Regions from separate parts of the Mus musculus genome. Here regions 1 and 2 are each linked to region 3. Evidence: chromatin contacts called from public promoter capture Hi-C data. All regions are on one chromosome and are shown on one strand. Each heading gives the region's core, a stretch centred on a gene start, on an enhancer-like site or on the middle of the called end of the contact. The rest is flanking DNA. Distances are from core to core; before and after follow the strand shown. Region 1 overlaps Terf1 (telomeric repeat binding factor 1). Region 2 has its middle 42 kb from the start of Sbspon. Region 3 holds the start of Tmem70 (transmembrane protein 70).

The links. Promoter capture Hi-C pulls out the DNA fragments that hold promoters and counts their contacts.
Region 1: a promoter capture Hi-C map of liver shows a contact between it and region 3, with 2.9 times the contacts expected there. The contact joins the enhancer-like site here to the promoter of Tmem70 in region 3. A contact is called at or near these places in 7 of 39 promoter capture datasets (the C10 cell line, the HPC-7 cell line, HPC-7-derived erythroid cells and 4 more) and 5 of 115 datasets of contacts at active chromatin or transcription factors (the 230-238 cell line, embryonic limb bud, embryonic stem cells and 2 more).
Region 2: a promoter capture Hi-C map of pre-B cells shows a contact between it and region 3. The contact joins the enhancer-like site here to the promoter of Tmem70 in region 3. A contact is called at or near these places in 4 of 39 promoter capture datasets (3T3-L1-derived adipocytes, the HPC-7 cell line, liver and 1 more) and 4 of 115 datasets of contacts at active chromatin or transcription factors (the 230-238 cell line, embryonic limb bud, large pre-B cells and 1 more).

Annotation. Positions count from the first base shown.
Region 1 is chr1:15,831,827-15,834,529 of GRCm38.p6, forward strand. Terf1 (telomeric repeat binding factor 1) reads left to right here. Exons shown (of 10, transcript NM_009352.3): 8 at 1,575-1,663. Among named protein-coding and RNA genes, the nearest start is that of Terf1, 28 kb to the left of the region's middle. Within about 2 kb of position 1,450, at least 2 of the 459 cell types and tissues checked have an H3K27ac peak or open chromatin away from gene starts, as enhancers often do. A contact at or near this core is called in liver, where this site is marked.
Region 2 is chr1:15,848,915-15,851,787 of GRCm38.p6, forward strand. No RefSeq gene overlaps it. Among named protein-coding and RNA genes, the nearest start is that of Sbspon, 42 kb to the right of the region's middle. Within about 2 kb of position 1,342, at least 34 of the 459 cell types and tissues checked have an H3K27ac peak or open chromatin away from gene starts, as enhancers often do. A contact at or near this core is called in pre-B cells, where this site is marked.
Region 3 is chr1:16,663,705-16,666,697 of GRCm38.p6, forward strand. It overlaps Tmem70 (transmembrane protein 70), which reads left to right and starts at 1,487. Exons shown (of 3, transcript NM_027415.2): 1 at 1,487-1,801. The coding sequence starts at 1,604. It also overlaps the pseudogene Gm7654.

The DNA of each region.
Region 1 (2,703 bases), core at 200-2,699, 830 kb before region 3:
AAAAAACAAAGATTCACTGCTAGAACAGGAAAGGATTCGAAGCTACAATTTTTGATGAGTGTCCCACTTTCCAATTATACAGTAGATCAGAAAATTTTCTGATCTACTATAAATGCAGTAAGAAACAACTTTAACATGTCCAAAACCCAGAAAGTCTTTGTAAATGACTGCAGAAATAGATCAGTTGGGTTGCAGGCTGGGTATGGGTATGTGGAAGAGATTACTGGATAGGACTTTAGAATCCAAGATGTTATATGATTTGTTCACAAAAGTCTCTGTATATATACCTGGGCAGAAGGGGGAACAGGGTCTCAGTATGTAGCCCTGGCTATCTGGAACTTACCGTGTAGGCCATGCTGGCTTCAAACTTGCATTGATCATCCTGCCTTAACCTGCTAAGATTATAAGCATGTACCACCATAAGAAAGATAATGAGTGATGGGAAGTTCTTGGAAAGACAATTGTCAATGAAGAATGGTAGAAGGAGATATAGCTAAGATTTCTGTGGAAGTAGGAGTGGAAGTCATTTGGGAAGTAAAAACTATTGGAGTTGGTGCTAGAGCTTAGTGATAGAGCCCTTGCTTGTGTGAGGAGGACCTGGGTTCAGTGTCCAGCACTGTAAAAACAAACCCTGTAGTGAAGACCCATCATTGGAACCCTGTGACTTATGGGGCTTGGAAATTTAGCTTTCCTTTTGGATAAGGTCAGAAGGAGAGGAATATTGTCCTAAGGTAGAACCTGCATAGGGTCAATAGACAGAGATGAAGACACTACAATAGAGTATTTTAGGAGAGAGGAAAGGTAAGAAAGGATTTGCTAGTTGTAGAGTATTTTTGTGGCTAAAAGCATAGCTAAAATGTAAATATATTAGGTGAGGGTAACATACCTACCTAAGTTCAAGCACATTGATTTTTTTAGGTTCTATTTTGCTTCTGTATAAAATTAGAATGATGCAAGGCTGAAGAGAAAATTGAACGGTTGAGAGAGAAAACACTGGCTGCTTTTTCAGAGAACCCAGATTCAATTCCCAGCAACCACATGGCAGCTCACACCTGTCTAACTTCAGTTCCAGGGCATCTGACATCCTCATACATCATTCTGACAAAACACAAATGAACACAAAATAAAAATAAATTATAAAAGAAAATTAGAATAATGTTAGCTTTGCAGGACTGTTAAAAAACATGCCACATTCATTATTTCCAGCATATAACCTTAACTTCAAAAAAAAGAAAAAATGTCTTCAAATCTATAAAGTAAGGGCGCTAACATTAGATAAAGAAATTTTGAAAATTTTTCTGTAGAAAATGATTTAGAAGCCACAGAAAAAAAGAAAAATAAATGTATGTGGTTTGGAAAACTGATACAATCTTCATCTCTAAGTAGATAAGCTGTAGAAAGATAAAACAAATGGAAATTTCACAATAGAATTATTAAACATTAACATGGGTCACTAAGGAGAGCAATAAGAGAGACGGGCCAGTGTAGCAGATTCTGTAGCAAAGATGAAGACAGTTCCCACTGTCCCTTCACTAGTCTCCAGAGTCAGTCACAAGCTCTCGTGTTTCATCTAGGTCTCACAAGAACGCCTTATCGCAGTTAAAACACAGACGTGCTCCATCAGATTTCAGTAGGAACGAAGCAAGAACAGGAACTCTTCAGTGTGAGTACTGTTACTGGAGCTGTCCGCCCTTCCACTGCAGCACAAAAGGCTGCCTTAGAAAGCTAGCTGGTTTCCATAGTCCACTCTAATTTGTTGTCATGTCTTTGGCACTGTTTTTCTGCTCAGCTGTATTCAGCAACTTTAGACTTTGGAGTGATAAGTGTAATCAAAGCTCATTATTCACATTGACTAAGTGAATTCTGAGTTAGTACTTGAAGGGAAAATACAAAAGGTTAGGTTTTTATCAACTAATCAATACAGAGTCTGATTTTATGTTTGTTTCTGTTTAAAGATACTGTGGTGTTGGCTCATTAATATTGTCTTGTTGCCAGCACCAGTATAATATGTGTCTGAATAAAATAATATGTAACTCTTTAATATTGCCCTCTGATCTCCACAGGTACACATGCATATGCCCACACATAAATAAATGAATATAATTTTTAAAATTTGAATAAAGAATATGAAGTGCTTTGAAAATTGGCTATACTTGTGTCTGCAAATATACATTTAAACTTTAGAGATGACTTAGGCAAAAAAATCTGTCCTCAAAAGCCAGTCTTCTGTTTCTCCTAGTTACCTGTTAATGGCTTACCAACATAAATTAGAATAATTTTGTTCAGTTTGAAATCTAGCAGTGTAGTCTAGTCTTTTATCATTATTATTATTTATTTTTGTTTTTTTGAGACAGGGTTTCTTTCTCTGTGTAGCCCTGGCTGTCCTGGAACTCACTCAGTAGGCCAGACTGGTCTTGAACTCAGAAATCCACCTGCCTCTGCCTCACGAGTGCTGGGATTAAGGGCGTGCGTGTGCCACCACTGCCTGGCTGGAGTCTAGTCTTGTCTCAGACTTTTGATTCTCTTATTTAGCTTCCCGAGTTCTGGAGTTACTTGTGCATGGCTTCATGCCTAGTTCTTAGGTTGTATGTAGTCAGGGCTTGTAGCATGCTTTTCTTGATACAGAATCTACCTTGCTGAGTTAGATTTATTCTCTACGAACCCTTCCATCAGGCTTCCTGTTTCCTTGCATCTCCATTTTCC
Region 2 (2,873 bases), core at 92-2,591, 810 kb before region 3:
CCCTTCTCAGATCCCAGTGAGCAGTGACATCAAGTGGCTGTTGTCAGCCTTTCTCCCGCTACCAGGTATTCTGAAAAGCCGATAGGGAATAGCAATCCTGTGATGAATAGTTTTGTGGAGAACTTAGGTGTTGTGAACTTGAAATTCTGAATAGGAAGGAGGTTACAAGTATGTTTAACACTTTAATCTCAGGGAACTGAACTCTTAAGACTGTTATAGATCACATACTGTGTGTGTGCAGGCACAGCAGGAGATCAAAAGTAAGGTTGTAGGTCAACGTCCCCAAGCCTCTTAAAACTCCCACGGCTTCATGTCTATAATCCCAGCTCTTGGGAAGCTGAAGTAGGAGGACCGCCATGAATTCATGGCTAGCCTGGCTGTGTAACATGAACTGGCCCCATTGTGTATTCCCAGATCATTCCTCACATGAATTATTTATTATTTTTTTTAAGACTCCTGAATGGCACTTAATGAAGGGCTCATTCCGTGTTCCTCAGCCATCCTCCATCAAGGTTTTACTCCGCAGCTGTTAGGTACCTGTTTGGGGAGTCTTCCTTCTTCCTCACCTCCTTCTGAATAGCCTACTTATGTCTTCTCCATTCTGTGGCCACTTAACCTTGGCTGAAGTGATCACAACTCTCCTACTCCTGCATGACTCCTCACTCCCTCTCCTCCTCGACTTTATTCCATTTAATTCTTGCTGTATTTGTTTATTCTGCAGGCCAGTTAGCCTCAAACTTCAGACTCTGGAGTACCAGGGTTACAAATGTAAGTAGCACACTAGGCAGGCCCGTCCCTTTAATTGGTTCGTTGACATTGACAGTTTATTGGTTGACTGAGTTGGTTTTAGTTTACCATTCAGTCTAACAATCTTTTGAGTATTTTTGATTCTTTACATATAGGTTGATGCTGAACAAAATAAAACTAGCCAGAAACCAAAATGGTGGCTCTCTCCTTATAACCAGATCTGAAGCAAGGGAGCCAGCTTGTGCTGCAGTGTAAGGCCTGTCTCAGAACAGTGATAGAGAGATGACTCAGAAGTTAAAAGCTCTAGCTTTGTTTCCCCCCAGAGGACCCATACTTGATTCCCAGGATCCACGTGGTGTCTAACAACCGTCTATAACTTCAGTTCTAGAGTATCTGACCATCTTCTGACGTTTGTGGCCACTGTGTGCACATGGTAAAGACAAACATGCAAGCAAAATAACTATACATATAGAATAATTTTTTAAAATTAAAAGCTAGGACTGGAGAGCTGACTCGGTGGTTAAGAACATAACGGTCCTTGCAGAAGACCTGAGTTCAATTTCTAACTTCCAGTGGTTTACCACGTCCTGTAACTCCAACTGTAAGGGATCTGTTGATTTTGGCTTCTGCTGGCACCTGCACTCAAATGCACATACCAACACACATAAACTCAGACACATAATTGAAAATAAAAAACATTTAAAAAGAAAACCAACACATTGCGATTGTGAATTGCAGTAGATCCTGGGGTTATGGTTAAGTCATAAAAATGTAATGCAGTGGGGCTGGAGACAGCTCCGAAGTGAAGAGCACTAACTGCTCTTCCAGAGGTCCTGAGTTCATTTCCCAGCAACCACATGGTGGCTCACAACCATCTGTAATGGGCATCCGATGCCTTCTTCTGGTGTGTCTGAAGACAGCCACAGTATACCGACATACATAAAATAATTAAATGAATCTTTTAAAAAAAAAAAAAAGGTAATTCTGTAATGCAGGATAAAGGACACAAGAATCTGTAGTCAAGACAGGCCTTGAACCTGTGAGCCTTCTGCCTCAGATTTCCCAGTAGCTGGAATTACAGGTCTCTGCCACCATGCCCAGCCCATGTCACAAAATTGATAAAATTAAAAAAGAAAAAAAGTATTATTATGTTGCTGTGGCTTCCTTGAGAAATGCCCCTGGAGACTCTTGTGTTTGAGCCTTCACTTGGTGGCAATGGTTTTGGGAGGTTATGAAACAGTGAGGAGGTGGAGTCTCACTAAAGGAAGTGAGACACTAAAAGCAGGCTTTGAGGTTTTTATAGCCTGGCTTAAACCACACACACATCCACACCATCACAGATGGCATCCCTTCATACTCCATAGCCAAAATAAACCTTTCCTCGCTTAAACCTGCTTCCAGGAATGCATTTGGTTACAGTGAAGAGTAATATATTTTGACTAAAGACTTTATCCCACAGGCTCACGTTCTAGTAATTTAGGTGTAGTGGTAGTTGGCTATACCATTGCACAAAAGAGCACCCACTCAGGAGCTATCTAGATTCACAAATGAAAGATACACACATGCCAGTAAATTTTAATATGCCTTGATTCATTCAAAGGCTGGCAGTTCCAATTCTCGGCCCATCATACATTTTCCTCTAGTACTCCTGGCTCAACACTTTATAAACCTATGTTTTATCGTTGCTGCCAAGACATCTCTAGGGGCCACATTCCTTCTCACCTACATTTCAGATGATTTTCCTTCTGTAGCTATAAATCTGATCCCTCCAAATCATGGTGATTCTCCTCCTTTCTCCCAGTTCCTAGCCCTCACAAACCTAAAGGTCCCATTTCAGTCTACCTGCCCAGCCATTGGCTGTTGGCTCTTTATTGATCAATCAAAAACCCATTAGGAACAAGGACCTTTGGTGTTTGGACACGAAGATTCTGGGTTTCAGAGACCCAGATTGACTCAAAAGCATTAGAGTCAGTCCCCAACATTAGGTTTTCAGCAGACAGGGCTGTTAGGGAGGTGGTGATGATGTTAGGAAGTGGGGCATAACTGGAGGAAGCAGGCTCTTGGGACTAAGCCTGCAAAGGTTATAGCTAATTCCTAGTCCCTCCTTCCCTCTCTACTCCTTGTCC
Region 3 (2,993 bases), core at 237-2,736:
AGTTAGAGGTAGTCTCGTGTATTTTTAGATGCATGTCCTATTACACATTTGCACCATGAGTTCCCAAATTTATGCCGTTACAGTGCTCCCTCTACTCCTGTCTAAGTCCTGTGCAATAGGCACTAAGTATCATCTGCCTTTGGGAGAAAGGTATAGTGTTGATTCAAAAAACTCTCACCTCAATGGAGAGAAAAGAGAACTTATTCTAGAACCAAATGAGTGATCATGGCTTGGAAACACAGATTTATGTCACCCCCTGTCCCCATGTTCCATGTTTCAACATGGAAGTAGTTTCATGAAGCTTTTTTATAGTAACAGAACAAAGAAAATCATCAGTCAAGACAGGTTTCTACATTAGTGGGATGGTTAGGTACGTTTTTTAAAAGTGGGGAAACCTGTTTTAGGCTTCAGGTGCTATTTGACAGTACTCGGAAAACTAATACCCTGTGCATTCCAAATGAAAGCTTGAACTCGGTGTGTTCCAGCTGAAGGTCGTGAAGATGTTAGGTACACAGGAGGACAATACATTAAGGCTACTAAGAGATCTGCAAATGGCCCATGATAAATTGGCTCTGGATTTGCAACACTGTAGATTCTTCTATGTCAGTCCGTGCTAGGCAAGATACACTCCCCACCTTGGACATGATGGGGGCTTTGTTTGTTTGTTCCTTTGGTTTTTGTTTTTGTTTTTTTGTTTTTTTTCGAGACAGGGTTTCTCTGTATAGCCCTGGCTGTCCTGGAACTCACTCTGTAGACCAGGCTGGCCTCGAACTCAGAAATCCGCCTGCCTCTGCCTCCCGAGTGCTGGGATTAAAGGCGTACGCCACCACACCCAGCTCGGATACGACGTTTTTAATGGGGAAAAAAAAAAATCTGTCAACAAAATCGAAAATTATGTGAAAAAATTCCATTTTCTCCTATCTCAGTGGTGGAATTAAGTTAAATCATTAAATCTTTTTTTTTTTTTTTTTCCCCCGAGACAGGGTTTTTCTGTGTAGCCCTGGCTGTCCTGGAACTCACTCTGTAGACCAGGCTGGCCTCGAACTCAGAAATGCGCCTGTCTCTGTCTCCCAAGTGCTGGGACTAAATCATTCATTCATTTTGTTAATATCATATCATAGCATACAAAGTATTTAAACATTATAACATTAAGTACCTTAAACTACATTCCTTTTGGGCTGATATGCTACAATTACTTCTGCGAAGCTAAATCATTTTCCCAAACCAGTTTTAGGACCTATAAAGTGACTTTCATGAGAACGAAGTATTTAACTAGGCTTCTGGTCACTGTCTTTTTCACATGCCTACACACTCTGTCCTTGCACACGGTCAAAAGCCGACCAAATACTAGGAATTCGGTTGAAGCCCATCATCTTAAGCAGGGAGTTGGGGTTTTGGGTCATTTGCTGCCTGGAACCCACCAGGTGGAGAAGGTTGCAGGCCGGCCGCATTTTCTGCGCACGCGCGCGCACCAATCCGGCCGCGTGTTCCGTTTAAGGGGCGGAGCCTCATCGCTCTTGTGGGGGCCACTGTCGAGCGGAGTCGCTTTTGGGTGTCCTTGGCCGCAGCTGGAAACTGACGGCCACCTTCTCCAACTCGCAGCATGCTGTTGGGGTTGGGCGGCCGGTGGGCAGCGGGCCTATGGCCGGGCCGGACGAGGACGACGTGGTGTGTGGCCGCCGCGCTCCGAGGTTCCGGGATCGCTTTCTGGCGTGCGGCCTCGCTAGCCGAGCCAGAGCGGCTCCGGAGCGGCGGGCATCTAGCGCTAGCCGAGTCTTGCGGGCCACCCGGGCGAGCGCAGGTCGGCTGTTCGTAGGCTGTGGTGGTGGGGAGCGGGCGCAGCATGGGGTCTGGGAACTCCAGTGCTGAGGGGACACTCCCGGTGCGGGCCTGGGAGGAGCAGGCCTCGACCTCGGGGTCCGCAGCTGCTGTCAATCCAGGGATTGATTCTCCTTTCGAAGGCTATTAAAGCACCACAAATGGTTCTTTTTGTTGTTTTTCAGAGACAGGATGTCCCAGTTTTGTAGACTCACCTGTCCTGAATTCGCTATATAGACCCGGTTGTCCTCGAAATCAGAGACTCGCCTACCTATTGACTTCCCATTCTAGGATTAAAGATTTGCTCTGCTGCGCAGGGACTTATTTCTTACTCTAGAGCTAAAGGTCAGAAGGGCGCTAAGTGCTAAGAAATTGATGCAGCACGTGGAGCTAGCCTCCTAAGTTGTGTTACTTGTCCGTTTTTAGGAATTTCTTTGATTACGGAGTGAAAGGTGGGGTGTGGATGTTATTGAACAAAGTACGTAGTATGTTAAACTATACTATAAAATGTAAGAATTTTGTGGGTTTTCGAGACAGGGTTTCTCATGTGTAGTCTTGGCTAACCTGGGACTTGCTCTGTAGACCAAGCTGGCCTTGAACTCAGATATCCCCTGCCACTGCCTCCAGAGTGCTGGGATTAAAGGTGTAGCTCGGCAAGAATTTTATGTATATTAAGCTACATTGTAATATATAAGAATTTTAAAAACTTTTAAGAAATGCTGAAAGTGGTAATTGAATTATTTGTTGTTAGTTGCTTGTGGGTGGGTTTCCCTGTGTAGCCCTGGCTGATCTGTTGACCAGGCTGGTGCTGGCTTCAAACTCACAGATAAAAGGTGTGTGCTATAGCCAAGGGTCTCGAGATATTGGACTCTTAACTGAATTTCAACACAAATTAGGCATACTTTTTACATTTTTAAATGTGAGCAATGTGAAATTCATTTTTAGATGCTCATTTATACATACTTGGGAAACTCCTGTTTCATATAGCTTTCAAGCAGTTTTTCAAGCAAGCTTTCTTGCTAAGAGATAGAAGGCCCAGGGTATGGTAGTGGCACAGACTTAAAGTCCCAGTGTTAGCTCTGGAGGCTCAGACAGAGGATCAGCATGAGCTTCATGGTCAGTTGGAGGCCAACATGGACCACATTGATGACTGGACTTGATCTTCAAAACAAAAT